2 separate regions of the Gossypium hirsutum genome follow, and region 2 is linked to region 1. Evidence: chromatin contacts called from public Hi-C data. All regions are on one chromosome and are shown on one strand. The core of a region is the stretch at or near the end of the contact, and the rest is flanking DNA. Distances in the headings are between cores, read along the strand shown. Region 1 holds the start of LOC107910932 (phospholipase A1 PLIP2, chloroplastic). Region 2 holds the start of LOC107910881.

Evidence for each region. Hi-C and Micro-C count contacts between places; a contact is called where the count stands out from the background.
Region 2: a Hi-C map of leaf shows a contact between it and region 1, with 1.5 times the contacts expected there. The contact joins the promoter of LOC107910881 here to the enhancer-like site in region 1. A contact is called at or near these places in 5 of 34 Hi-C or Micro-C datasets (callus and leaf).

Annotation. Positions count from the first base shown.
Region 1 is chrD08:46,709,551-46,717,123 of Gossypium_hirsutum_v2.1, forward strand. It overlaps LOC107910932 (phospholipase A1 PLIP2, chloroplastic), which reads left to right and starts at 382. Exons shown (of 6, transcript XM_041098203.1): 1 at 382-1,303; 2 at 1,655-2,158; 3 at 2,313-2,372; 4 at 2,621-3,037; 5 at 3,121-3,598; 6 at 3,942-4,101. The coding sequence starts at 638. The coding sequence ends at 3,949. It also overlaps the pseudogene LOC107910940. Within about 2 kb of position 4,026, at least 5 of the 9 cell types and tissues checked have an H3K27ac peak or open chromatin away from gene starts, as enhancers often do. A contact at or near this core is called in leaf, where this site is marked.
Region 2 is chrD08:46,839,474-46,847,046 of Gossypium_hirsutum_v2.1, forward strand. It overlaps LOC107910881, which reads right to left and starts at 3,765. Exons shown (of 4, transcript XM_016838822.2): 1 at 3,409-3,765; 2 at 3,228-3,337; 3 at 3,027-3,145; 4 at 2,637-2,965. The coding sequence starts at 3,592. The coding sequence ends at 2,956.

The sequences.
Region 1 (7,573 bases), core at 2,776-5,275:
TACCATATTATTGATGATGTCCCTTGATCTTGGAATGATTTTATTGAATTTGTCTTTTAACTCTTCTAGAATCTTTCTCGTAATGTTTTATACTATATTAATATTTTTAAAAACAAAAACAAAATATATATTATAAAAAAAGTTATAAGATTAAATATATATATTACAAAATTTTTAAAAAAATTATAAAAATCAAAAGATAAACATGTGAATAAATATATCCAGAAAAATTGTAATGAAAACTGTTATGATTTACAACTGCCTCATAACCTTGTGTAACGGCTAACGACAATTCATTATTTAAAGTCCTCCATATGATTATTTTGTAGTTGAATGATTATGTAGTAATTTTTAAAATGTAATTTACCCTCTCTTCCTCCGCCTATTTAGAACCTTCCGTCTCTCTCTTTTATATATAAATGAAGAAATTTGATCAACCATCTTAAAACCGGAAAACAGGTTGGAGAAACAAAGAGATAAAAGCGCCTTGCTTCCCGCCATTGTTGCCGCTTGATATTTCCTATGTTTTTACCCACTTTTTGTTTATTATAGTATTAGATCTTTTTCATACTTATATTTGATTAGAAACTATAAAGAATTTTAAGCCCCCACAAGCAAATTGTAAAAATAAAATAAAATGGATGGGCGTTGTTTGAAAACAGGGATTCATGGTATGCCACCTGCGATCTCGGTGACCAGGCCATTGGAAAATAGGACCAACGCCGCGCAAGTGAGTGCGGTGGCGCGGTCTTTGGTGGCGGGTAATAATAGTAATAACAACAACAATAATAAATCGACGTCGTCATCGTCCGGGGCGGTTGTATCGCCGCAGAAGAAAGTGTTTTCCATGTTATCGTGTCGGTACACATTGAAATCATTGTGGCCTTCCGGAAGTGGAGGTAGGAAGTACGCGAGGTACAGCGGGACGGCCGTCGACGATACGGTTTTATTGGAGAAGGGTAACGGAGAGGAGATGAAAGTGAACGGCGGAGAAATGAACGGGACGTTGGAAGGGCGGAACGGGAATTGGGTCATGAAGATCTTGGACGTGAAGTCGTTGTGGAAGGAAGACGCTGGTAAAGAAGGGGAAGAAGCCGAAGAAGGAAACAATGAAAACGGCGTCGTCGACGGGGAGGAACGAATGTGTGAATGCTGCAGAGCCTGTGATGATGAAAATGAAATAAAGGAAATCGATAAACATTCGTTTTCCAAGATGCTCAAAAGGGTGTCGTTAGCTGATGCTAAGCTGTACGCTCAAATGTCTTACCTTGGATGCTTGGCTTATGTCATTCCAAGGATTAAGGTAAACCAACCCAGAAATTTTTTTCTTTTTTTTTTTAATTATTCATACTTTTAAAACGTTTTAACATGTTTTCATTTTATATATTAGATTAAGGTCTCGTTTAAGAGAGGTGAAAAACTGGGTTTCACTGAAAAAAGCAAAATGATTGATGATTTGATGGGTGAAATTTCTTGTTTTTGAAATTTGATGATATCTTCATAGTTTTGTAATTTATTTGTACTTGGATGATGATGATGGGTTTCTCTCTTTTGTTGGATGTGTGCTTTGATGTTTGTTTATAGATGAAACTATCGCTCGGATCTTTGAAGAGTAATTTTTTCTGTATATATATTTTTTTGTTTTGCATTTCAGCCTGAGAATCTCTTAAAACATCACGGTTTGCATTTTGTGACTTCGTCAATGGAGAAGAGAGAATCAGCAATGACTGTTGAGAAAAATCATGAGGTATCCTCTGAAAATCAAGAGGTGCAAAGGAATAACGAGGATGATATGTACGGCAATGAGAAGAAAAATATCGGGTATCGAATCAGTGCTTCTGCTGCTTATCAGATAGCTGCCTCTGCTGCTTCTTATTTGCAGTCCCATACAAGGACCATGCTTCCTTTCAAATCGTCGAATCCTGAAAGCATCAAGGATTCATCCAAAGATGGAAATGGAATTGAGAGTGGTTCCGATATGATAAGCTCTGACATGGCTTCTTTAATGGCAACTACAGACTCCGTGACGGCCGTGGTTGCTGCCAAGGAAGACGTGAAGCAAGCTGTTGCTGATGATTTGAACTCTACGCATTCATCGCCTTGTGAGTGGTTTATATGTGATGATGATCAGAGTGGTACTAGATTCTTTGTAATTCAGGTAGATAATACCATCCATACTAACAAGGGTATGGCACATGCTCTCTTTATATAGGAGTTGCAGATTTTTATTTAGAGTTGATTATATTGATTCCATTTGCACTTTGGATGTTGTTACCTTACATTTTTGAACTAGTTATGATGTGTATATGTAGGGATCTGAGTCATTAGCATCTTGGCAGGCGAATCTACTTTTCGAGCCTATCAAGTTTGAGGTAATTTCTTGACAGAATGTGTCTATTTGCTTCTTGTTAATCTTTATCTGATTTTGTTTGGATTCTTGAATGCATAAAATGTTCATTGAAACCGCATCAGATGTCAATTTACATATATAAACTTTTTTAGATGAGAACGTTGATTGCTTTAGCCTCTGTTTTTGGTATGCGGTAAATATCGTAGAGGACTGGAAAGTATATCCATTTCCGGTTTTCGATTAATACAATACAATCTTTTATGGTTTAAGGGACTGGATGTTCTTGTCCATAGAGGTATATATGAGATTGCTAAAGGCATGTACGAGGGAATGCTGCCTGATGTCCGTTCCCACTTAAAATCACATGGAAAACGTGCAACTTTCCGCTTCACTGGGCATTCTCTCGGTGGCAGCTTGTCACTTTTGGTAAATCTTATGTTGTTGATACGAGGTGAAGTGCTGGCTTCTTCCTTACTTCCCGTTATAATGTTTGGATCTCCAAGCATCATGTGTGGGGGTGACCGTCTTCTTCGCCAACTCGGGTTGCCACGAAGTCATGTTCAAGCAATTACGATGCACAGAGACATTGTTCCTCGAGCCTTCTCTTGCAATTTTCCTAGCCATGTTGTAGAGCTTTTAAAGGCTCTTAATGGGAAGTTTCGACACCATCCTTGTCTCAATAATCAGGTAATGTATCTGCATTTTTGAAAACTGTAAATGCAACTGAATTAGAACATGGATATTTAATTATTTATCTTGTTTTGCTACAGAATCTATTGTATACACCAATGGGGCAACTTCTGATTTTACAACCAGATGAGAAATTCTCTCCACCTCATCATCTCCTTCCTTCAGGAACCGGTCTATATTTCCTAACCTCTCCATTCTCAAACGAAGACAGTGAAGAGAAGTTGCTCCGGGCTGCACAGAGAATTTTCTTTAACTCGCCACATCCACTTGACATCTTAAGTGATCGTACTGCATACGGTTCCGAAGGAACAATCATAAGAGATCATGACATGAAATCTTACTTGAAATCCATTCGAGAAGTCATCCGTCAAGAGCAAAATCGCATCAGGAAGACCAAGAGAGAACAACGACGCAAGGACTGGTGGTCCCTGGTGTTATCTCGCAGCGTCAGTGCGGGTATCATTCTCGGGAAGTCCATCACGACAACTGGTCTACACCGAGGACAATTCAACTTAGCCATTGTTTTACAAACCGGGAGAGCGTCCTTGAAGCGGTTTGGTAAGCTAGTTGGATCTAGGCACATATATTTGCCGGTGATCCTTTTATTGCCTGCCAAACTGTTACTCTTGGGTGCATACCATGTGATCAATTTTCGTTGAGAACCATATATTGTTTCTTAGGAGGGAGTATTATACAGGTGGAGTCACATTGCCGTCGATGATTCTTTTATTCATTATTGATTTAGGAAAGGAAATTTGATAGAACTCATGAAAATTGTTACTCTGTATTATGAGTAACACTAGCGTAATGATGTTTTATCGTCTCATTGGATCATTGGTAGAAGTTAATATTTCAATAATGGCTACCTAAAGCTAACGAGATTTTTCCGGAACATGTTCAGGAAAATGATAGTCAATGTGTCGGCTTATGGGGCAGCCTTTAAGTGGGGGATATCGATGTCTTGAGAGTAGTTGAAACGTGAAAGAAAGATCTTGCTTAGGTGTTATAGTTATTGAGAACGATATTGAACTTGCTGGTATGCAATTACAATTCAGCTTTAATTGAATTCGAGTAGCTCTATAGAAAATAATGATCGATTGAGCTCAAGTCGATTTCGAGCAAACTTTAGCCCGCACAGCTTGACAAGTTGTTTCTTGGTCAGCTGGAATCTGCAATTCCTCGTCAGATTCTTATAATTTGTTGTTGGTCTGGCAAATTTTGGTCTCCATTGATGATGTAACGAGTGATGACCCACATTTGAGATTCTCAGAAACCGATGACCCATGAACACCAAGGTTTCGTCAAGCACAAAACAAAAGGCTCCAATAATGGACAAAAATGGAGCCCAAAAGCACAGTGACTGACACGGCAAGAAGTCGGCTTGGTTTTGGAAGAATTAAAGAGAAGCAGGACCCACCCAAATCTTTCATACAACCGCGCAACCTACAAGCTTTTTCTAAACTTTTTATGTAGACATGTTAAATTCAAAAGCATCAAAAGATGGCTTAGTGATGATCGGTGCCTATCTACTGTAATAAAAATTGTAACTTAATATGCATGCTGTAAAAACCAGTCATTTAATCTCTCTACATTTGGTATCCATGCAAACTAAAATTAACTTTTGCCAGTTTGCAACAAACTTGCTACAATTTATGATGAAAACAAACATAATTGCTACATGCTAGGCTGTTATGCTTCATAACAACACATTATGCATAGGGATCAAAATATAACCCAAATTCAATTATTTTTCTTTTGAAACGGATAGGGACGGGTCTAATTCTTCAACTAGTCGGATTGGGTTATGTTGGGGGTATATCAGACCCGTCTAATTCTTCAATTATTTCGATTTAACAGAGTTGTAGTATGAGCATTTGGATCAGTTTGTCCCACAAAAAACACATACAACCATGTAAAAGTGAAGTACAAACTACAGACTGAGCTTACCGGCTAAGTACCATGTGTGCATAGCCAGAACACCAAAGGACATAAGATTAATAAGCGAGGATAACCCGTGAATCATTCCAAATTTCTTGTTCATGGCTGCGAGCTTTGGGTTCTTCTTCGCGACTTCCTGGTTCTTTGATCCTCCAATTTCATTACCAATGTTCTCTTCTCTCTCCACCTTGTGCCTATGCTTCATCTGCAAGTCCACAAACAACATAAGCCAGGATATCAACTCACAAATGCAGCATTAGTAAGAATGAACTCACTTATTTACTTCATGGTTGCTTAGGGAACATAGAATAAATCAGAAAATACTTAACACCTTGGAATCTCATGCATCCAATCAACAGAATCTTAAATACAACCATTCTCCCTTCTCAGTACAAATATACCCTAAATTCTCATAAAAACACAAAAGATTTCATCACCCTAAAATATCTAGACATAAAATTTATGGGTTTCAACCCATCAAACTTATCCAAACTATCGCCCAGCTTCTAAATTGTCTCTAAACTTCAAAATATTCTAATTGAATCTCCATACTATCATTATTGTATTTTGTGAGCCTAACTGCCAATTTAGGTGTTAAATGTCAGTTCAGATTTGACAATTAAATTATAAACAAGTGTTTTAAATATTTAAGGGGACTCTTTTTTTTTTTTTTTTTAAACATCAAATTTAAGCTATTTTTCAATATGCTTCACTGAGCTAGCATGCTAAACTAAATGGCCTTATTGATACCGCATTGATACTTTAAGGACTCAATTAAAACATTTTGGAGTCCAAGACCAATATAGAATGTTGGTCATAATTTAAGGATATCAGGTGCAATTAACCCTAAAATAAAAGTTCTTTTATCTTTTTATTTCCCAGCCAAGTGAACCCTACAAGTCAAACCAGATTCCAGAGATTTTCATTGATTAACATGAAAATAAACCAGCCCAATTTTATGATGAACAAGGGATAGAACTGAACGAAATTACCTCAATGGTCATGGGAGTGAAAACGAACAAATTTATGAGATTAAAAGCAAAAGCAGAGACTAAAAAGCCAAGCTGGTACTTCTCGGTAGTGGTCGCCGACTTCCACGGATGCATATAACCAAACGCCGCCGCCGTTTAATTTGGTAATCTTGCTTTGTAGATTACCAAATTGATGCCTTGGCAGATATCTAAGTAAAAATTAAAGGAAATAACAAATTATTTTTAAAAAAAATAATTTGGGATTAATTAAGGGTATAATAAGAAAAGAAAAAGGCGTACTTGAACATGAGGATACCGCCGATGAAAGTGACCCAAAGGGCGGTGCCCCAGGCGGTTGCGAAGCAGAGGAGATGAGCTAGTTTAATAGAAGTAGAGAGAATGGGTGAGATTGAGCCGTCGGATATTGATCCAAAGGTCTCCGGCGAGAATATTACTCCGACGGCTAAGAAAGCCACCGCCGTCAAGAGCCATCTTCCGGTTTTACTAGAATTACGGATTTGGAGGAAATGTTACATAGAGATCTCTTTCATGGTGGTAGTTGGTAGCGAATTTCAATGGAAGTGTTTTGTTGACTTTCTTGGATTTACCAAATTACGGATTGCGGTCATACCGTGAACAAAACGCAGTCCACCATTTCATTTTTTCTAAAAAAAAATTGGGAACAAGTATTTTCTTTTTTCCATTTTTCATGTGATTTTATTGTCCGCTTTTATCTCATCACTCATAGCTTTATATATGAAAAAGTGGTAGAATAATACCGAATCAAATTATATTTCATTTTTTATAGTACAGAAATGGATAAATTAATTTTAGTACAATAGAAAAAAATACTAATTAACCTTTCCATTAAAATTTTTATCCATATATATTATTAACTGATGATTTATCTTTTTCAAAATTTTGTATGTGAAGTGGAATTAAAGGATGGATATGATTAGGTAAAAGTATCATAAAGGTTTCAATACTAGGAGTCGAATTACATTTTTTCTCTTTATTAAAAGTTTATCTCTAAAGAATTTATAATTCAATCTCAAGCATCATAACAATAAATTCTCAACTTCGTCTTTGCCCATGTATTTCATTTATTTTTTTTAATTTTTTTAAATATCAATAAAAATGTATTAAAAATCTCTACCAACAATGCATCAAATAATTATTCATACTAAATACAAATTATGATTTCAAAATAGTGTAAAATTAACATGGTTTGACAACATTTAATTTTTTAATAATCCAATTATTAAATTTTATGTTTCATTCATATAAATAATGTGTGTTAAGTTTGAAGTAAAGAAAATATTTTTAACTATTTATTTTATGTAAAAAAATTTCAACCATAATATCTATATTAATATATATAATATTTTACATCAATGTGATGGAGATATCAGATCGATTTGAAATTTTATAAGCATGACAAGAATATATTTATAAATTTAATGGTTAGATTATTAAAATATTAATTCTAGAAAAAAAATTTTATGAAATGGTGTAAAACCATATTAGCTTTACATCGATGTAAGTGGATCATTCCCCTATCTCATATTTTTTTTAGTATTTATTTGTGTTATAGTTATTGCAATATATTATAAGGAAAATTATC
Region 2 (7,573 bases), core at 2,515-5,014, 130 kb after region 1:
CTCACGAAATGTGAGTCTAGGCAAATTCCTATCGTGAGCACGCCAATGAATATGAAAATGGAAGCCTTTGTGGCAATCTATGATAATGGAAGCCTTTGTGCCAATATATGATAATAGAAGCTTTGTGGCAACCACATGAAGGAAGTGCCTCTGTGACGGACCCTAAAAGAAAGTAATGGTAATTCAATGCTAACTCTGAGGAAACAGTATGTATGGAAAACACTGAAGGAATGGTAAGAATAATGCATTTGAAGGAAGAGTCGTTTTGGCGTAACTTGTTATACCCTCAATAGGGTATTGTAATGAATTTTTATTATGACAAACTCTACATGAAATGTCATGGCGTATCATGCATGATCCTAAGATAATAACAGAGAAACTAGAGTACGCCAGAGTATATAACGGACTCAAAGTATAGGTAAAAAGGGATTGGAAGAACAAAAATGAGTAAGGACTATGTTTACTAAAGTTGAGAGAGGTTATTTACCTGAAAAATAATGGAGAAGATCCTGAGAGAGGGTATTTTTCAGCAAAGATCGAATCATAAAATTTGATAATGTATCTTTTACCTATATACAAAATCACTCATGAATCTTGAAGGAACAAAGACTGTACGTATGAAAGAATGATAGTACTTTATGAATCACTGGGTTTGGATTGGTTAAGGGATCATGAAAGCGTAAAGCATAGAACGTAAGTAACGTATTGAAGATGTGAAGGGTAAGGCATGATATCAAGGTGAGAGGTAACTTCGATGGTGTGAAGAAAGGAATTCTAAGAATGGCATAGTTAGTGATAGGTCAATGAGTAAAAAATAATAATGAGATGGTCAAATGAACTACCCGATGCAGTATACAATTGGGAACTTACCTTTGTGTATTTATGTTATAGGTAAGTTGGGTAGGGCCTATGTCAAGAGAGACGACGCCAGGGCAATGCCAAGGTAGTGGCAAAGTGGGTTATTATGCATACAAATCAAGACAGTGGCATTAATTAAGTTTTATATATTGAAGTTATGTAGTTAAGCTATGAGAGTAGCCTGTAATTCCTTGTAATTAACACCCATTGTACAATGATCATGATTACCTATTGTTTATTCATTTGCAATTTAGTTGAAAGATTCTTTTAAGCTAAGTTGTAATTGTTGTAAATATTTGCGAGTAAAGTTAGCATAAGTCTATTTTTGCGTTGTAACACCTGAGATGTAGATCGAGCTGAAGGCGTTACAAATCTACCATGATAGGGAACTTGGGACATTCGGAATAATGGTAGTGCAAGTGTCCACCAAACCTAGAAATTTCTTGGGTCCTACATTACTGTTATCTAGAATTCTATTGAATGTATTGAAATGTTGTGTTCTTCTAAGCAAGTATGACTGTTTGGACTGATTTGAAGATACAATGTAACTGGTGCTCTGGCAATCGATGAGTTCTGTAAAGGAATCTGCCAAGAGTAGTATCTGATAAGCGTACCTAATTACAAATAGCAAAGAAATCGTGTAATGAGATTCAAAATATTGTGTAAAGTCTGATATCCGTCGGTTGGGTGTAAGGAGTATAAAATAGTTAAGTGTAGAGATTCATGTATGGTTATTCGCTAACCAAGAATCAGAAATGTATCCGCCAATGTCTGAAAGGGAACTCAAACCCTTGAGTCGATAAAATCTACATCTTCGTGAAAAGGTAAATATGAGTGAGGCTCACTAAGTTTCTTGGAAACTTATATGCGTGTTTTGGTTTGCAGGTCCATGAGTTGAACCTGTATGTCAAGAAGGACCAAACCAGGAATGCGCTATGACAGTAGGCCGAGGCAATATTATGCATACAGAGGGATATTATGGAAACAATTTTTTCAAATGATAAATAGTAATACCCATTACAGAAACGTTTGTCTATTTAAGTAATTTGTTGTAAGGTTTTATTTTACCTTTAAAAATTTTGCAATAAACGATAAATGTATTATCCAAACCTATTGTCTTAGAAATGATTTCAAATAAATAAGAGGTACATTCAGTATGACTTCCGTTGATTGAAAACTTTAGCTAAGTATTGTGACATCTTAAACTTGAATCCGATAAAACGGGTCGGGTATAGGGTGTTACAGAATTCAATTGTTTTCATGTGATCCCTAGGTAGGTTTAAGTTGCAGATTGAAATTAGTATTATGATATAATTTAATTTAGGAAATAAGTACCTCCAACTTTATAAAAAAAAATTATTTTAGCTTTTTATTTAACTTTTCGTCTCTTGTAACCCTTAAATATTCATTATGTCAATTCACCTTAAAATAGATAAAAAAAAGTTAAGGCTTGTTAACTTTGCTGACGTGACATCCACGTACATATCACCATCAATAATTAATTAACTTTTTAAAAATTTTAAAAAATTCAAAAAAATTTAAATATTATTAAATATTTTAAAATTAATTAATGGCTAACGTGGCATATACATGGACTGCCACGAAAATGCCACAGCAAAGTTAATAAACGTCTTTTCATCCATCTTGGGATGATTTGACATACAATGTACTAAAAGAGACGAAAAATTAAATAAAGAGCTACAATAACTTTTTTTTTTAATTGTAAGGCCAAAATAGATCATTATGCCTTTTGATATATCACCCAATGTCTTATTGTATTGTTGGGGGGCAATTGGGTATTCTCGGTGAGCTGCAAGTTGCCATTTAATCTTTAAACCACGTTGCTTCAGTCCTCTTTTATGGGCTATTTTTAATTATTTCAGAAAGTCTACTTTTTGGTGAACATATATACATGAACTGATAAACCCCATCTCTTCCTTTGAGGAACACATACTTTTAGATAAGAAAAATCATAGGATCCTCATTAACCATCAGGAACTTTGAATTAACAAAGCACTATACTGGTGTACATGGTAGTAGAAGCCATATCTCCGACAATGAAGAATAAGCTTTATATCTTCTCTGGATGTTTCACGATCACCACTGGCTGCAAATAAATTTCATAAGCCAAGTTCGGAAATTGTTACAAATTAAAGATACTTTCATACCTTTTGAAGAAACCGTAACCATGGCTTCCCATCACCAACGTATCTGCTTTGATTTTATCCACTATATTACATATAACGTCCCTTGCATCTCCACTTCCAACAATTCGGTCCACTTTTATCTACTCAGACATAAAACGAGCCTTCAAAATCTTTATCATATTCGTTTATTTAACTTTATAATTAAACAAACAAAAATCTTACATTGCTGCTAAATTTGCCACATATATCTTCAGCTCGACCCATCACTGAATTCACCAGGTCATTGCCATAGGCCTCCAAGGCTCGGATCATATCGCCGGAAAATATATACCCTGAAACCATACATACTGATATATGAATACCAATTGTGTTTTTGAAAATAAAGAAAATAACCATAGCTAACCTGCAACATCCAAGGAAGAGTAGACAGGAGGCGGAGGCTTGACATAAAGAAGAACAAGGGTGTTGATTGTGGCTTGAGAAATCAAATTAGAAAGGCACCATGAAAGTGCATACATGCTCTCTGCACTCTCATCTACTGCCACGACAATTTTGCACTGCTTTTTCTTGAGGTTCACTGCTTCCATTGCTATGGATTGTGTTTTGTTTGATTTTTAACACTGTAATATAAGGAGGGTCTGAGATATTATAGGCCTTAGTGTAGATAAGAAAGCGATGTGGGAAGCTCAAAACATTCAAGGGTGGTAGTTGCCGTGGTTTTTGTAGTAACCTAAACTGTTTTTTTGAGTTCGATGGTGTTGTGTTATATTTTTATTACTTTGGTCCTGGTTTTTTAAGCGAAAGCCGTCGTATTGTGGGGGAATGTATGGATATTTTGTGTTTTGGTCTGGATAATTTATTTTTCTTTTTATTATGTCAGACTGGATAATTAAGATCAAAAATAAAATATTAAAAAATGACGTATGTAATTGTTACTTAACAGTCAAGTGGGGATGAAGATCTGTAATTTTGACTGAATATAGAATCTACTAGCTATTGCCAAATAAATACTAGCATCCGCAATTAACTGGTTTTTTTTTATGAGTTTATATTTGAATAATGAATTTACATCTGACTATATAATAAAACCTTAAGAAAAGAACCTAACATTGAACCCATTTGCCAAAAGTGTTCATCTCAACTCGAAATAAATGTAAGATCGATTCAAATAAAAAAACAAAAAAAAAGAACACGATACAAGATAATACTTTTCATGACCTCGTTAATGATGTGATATACAAAGAATCTTTAAATTCCAATTCAGTCTAAGGTCGTGATTGGCTGGAAGAAAGATAGGTGTCCCTTTTTATACTTTATGGTCAAAAACAAAATCAGTTACTTTTAGGTGTGCAAGTTGATAAAAAAGGTCGCCAACTTTGTCTACAAAAAGTCAATAAAAGACAGACTTTAAAAAAGAACAAATTAATATTAAATATCTGTGTATGAGATTCAAAAACTACGGCCTAAATATCACAACACTTCGAAGATTTTTCTTCTTTTAGACGTGGTCTAAACATAGTCACGAATATATGTTGTGCTACTTCGTTTTTTGTGAGACCATAGAAACTAGAAAGGGAAGTGATTTCCTAGCACAAACCAGCTAAACACACCGACACTTTTATGAAAAGGTACAATTGAGCGGTTTAATATTGTGCTGTGAATCACCAAAGTAGGCCTGGGACAAGTTGAAAGAGGAGTTTCAAGGGACAGAGAGGACAAGGCAACAACAATTGTTGAACTTGAGGAGAGACTTTGAGAATTTGAAGATGAAGGAAGAAGAAACTGTCAAGCAGTACTCTGACAGGATTATGGTAGTGGTGAACAACATAAGGCTCCTTGGTGAGCAGTTCAGTGAAGCAATGGTAGTAGAGAAGGTGATTTCAACCTTACCAGAGAGGTATGAGGCAAAAATCTCATCTCTCGAAGACTCAAGGGATTTGACCAGCATTCCCTTGACAGAGCTCATCAATGCTCTCTATGCACAAGAGCAGAGAAGAGCTAGCAGATTGGAGGAGCACCAAGAAGGTGTCTTTTAGGCAAAGACCAATACTGCCTACAAAGGCAAGAAGACCTGGAAAAATAGGCCTAAGTCTAATGCTGCAAGGAGTAATGATCAACCTTGCAGGCATTGCAAGAGGCCTGGACATCCAGAAGAAAAATGTTGGTTTAGACCAGATGCTGTGTGTCAACACTGCAAGAAGAAGGGTCATGTTGAGAGAGTCTGCAAAAGCAAGGGCAAACCAAGGCAGAATCAGTTTCAACAGATGAAAGCTGAGGCTCGAGTAGCCAAGGAGGACAGTGACCAAGAGGAGCAAGTCTTTGCTATGTCATGCTCACCTGCACAGCAAAGGCTCTCATCTGGTTGGCTCCTAGACAGTGGATGCACCAATCACATGACACCTGATGCTGCAATCTTCAAGTCTTTAGACAGAAGCTGCAGAACCAAAGTCAAAATAGGTAATGGCCACTTTACAAAAGCTGAAAGCAAGGGTGATGTGCTGATATGCACTCCCACAGGTGCCAAAGTCATTTCAAATGTGCTCTTGGTGCCTGAAATTGACAGGAACCTACTCAGCATAGCTCAATTGCTGGAGAAGGGGTATTCTGTGGTGTTCAAGGACAATCAGTGCCAGATCAGTGATCCAAGTGGATCCAAGCTGATAGTAGTCCCTATGGCTGATAAAAGCTTTGTGATTGACTGGAAAAATGAGTCAGATATTGCTTACATGGCTACAACAGATGAATCCAAGCTTTGGCATCAAAGACTTGGTCATGCCAACTACAAATCGATGGAGCACATGTGCAGGAGTGGCTTGGCTGAAAATTTCATAAGCTCAGTTTAAAACCAGGAAGTATGTGAAGTATGTCAGCTAGGCAAGCAGGCCAGACTTTCATTTCCCTCGAATCAAGCCCGGAGAGCCTCTGAAAGACTACAACTGGTGCACACTGATGTATGTGGCCCCATGAAGACTGAGTCACTAAGTGGAAACAGGTATTTCATACTGTTCATTGATGATTTCTCAAGATATTGTTGGCTTTACTTCTTAAAACAAAAATTAGAAGTAACCTCTGTATTCTGGAAGTTTAAGACTGCTGCTGAGACTGAAACAGGCTGTAAGCTGAAGACCATAAGGTCTTATAATAGGACTGAGTACACATCAGCTCAGTTCCAAGCCTTCTGTGATAATGCAGGCATCAAACATCAACTTACCAACACTTATACACCTCAGCAAAATGGTGTAAGTGAAAGAAAGAACAGGAGCTTGATGGATATGGCCAGGTGTCTGATGATTCAAAAGAATCTGCCTAAAGCTCTATGGGCAGAAGCAGTTAACACTGCAACCTACATTTAAAATAGGCTTCCAACCAAGGCTTTGGACCAGAAGACTCCATTTGGGCATGGTTTGGATTCAAGCCATCACTGGCTCATCTGAAAGTCTTTGGATGCATTTGTTATGCATATGTACCTGCTGTAAAAAGGGACAAGTTGTCTGAAAGGGCTCGACCTGGTGTTCTGGTGGGCTATAGCACTGTCAAGAAGGGGTATAGGATCTTGGATCCTTCAACAAACAAAGTATCAGTCAGTAGGGATGTTGTGTTTGATGAGAAGGTATGCTGGAACTGGGAAAGGAATCAACCTGAGGCAGTTTCTGAAGAACTTGCAACTGATCAAGCTGAAACAGAGCAAAATAGAATAAATTGAATAGTTGTATGACTATTTTTATACTTTACCCATATGTTTTTTATTGAGGAGAGGTTGATTCCATCGAAAGAAGTTTGGAAAGTGTTGTTTTTCAAAAGTTGACGAACCTCTCGACATGTTAGTATTATCTTTGGTAGGGATTTTGTCTTTCGACTTTGTCGTGCACTTGATTGCATAAAAAGACGATGGCAGATTCATAGAGTAGGAGCACACTCTTGTTATATGAGCTGTCGCATCTTCAAGTCTTCTCTTTATGTGTCAGGAGACAAAACCTCCATTGAGAACAATACAATTTAGTTGAGTGGTCTACGGATTTCTACAAATAAACTTGGTCTCCATCCATAATTCTGAAAACGTGTTTAAATATCATAAAGTAACTCTGAAAAAAATAATTATTTAGTAGTTACGTTTTCTCATAATTATAAAAAGAATTAAATTTTAAAACATATTTAATTCTCTATTGCATATTATCCCACATGTTTCCCTCAATTAGTTCTCAACATCTCCTCTAAAATTTGAAATTCATTAATTAAAAAAATAGTTAAATATGTACACAAGTATAATTACTGAATTATTTCCCAAAAACATGATATAAATATATGATGGAATTATATCTCTCCATTGGGTAATTAATATTTTTTTAAAAATTAATCTGGTTAATGTATTAGAAAAATCTTCAAATTGAAATCAATCATTTCTTTAATTAAATGAAAACCGTAATATTTCTTTTGCTTTTATTAATAATATCTTTTAATTTCAACTAAAAGTAAAAATAAAATTATTAAATTTCTCATGTAAGGAAATGACATGGGAAAATTTTATTTGTTTGGACACTTTCTCAATCTTTTCAAACTCAATATTTGCT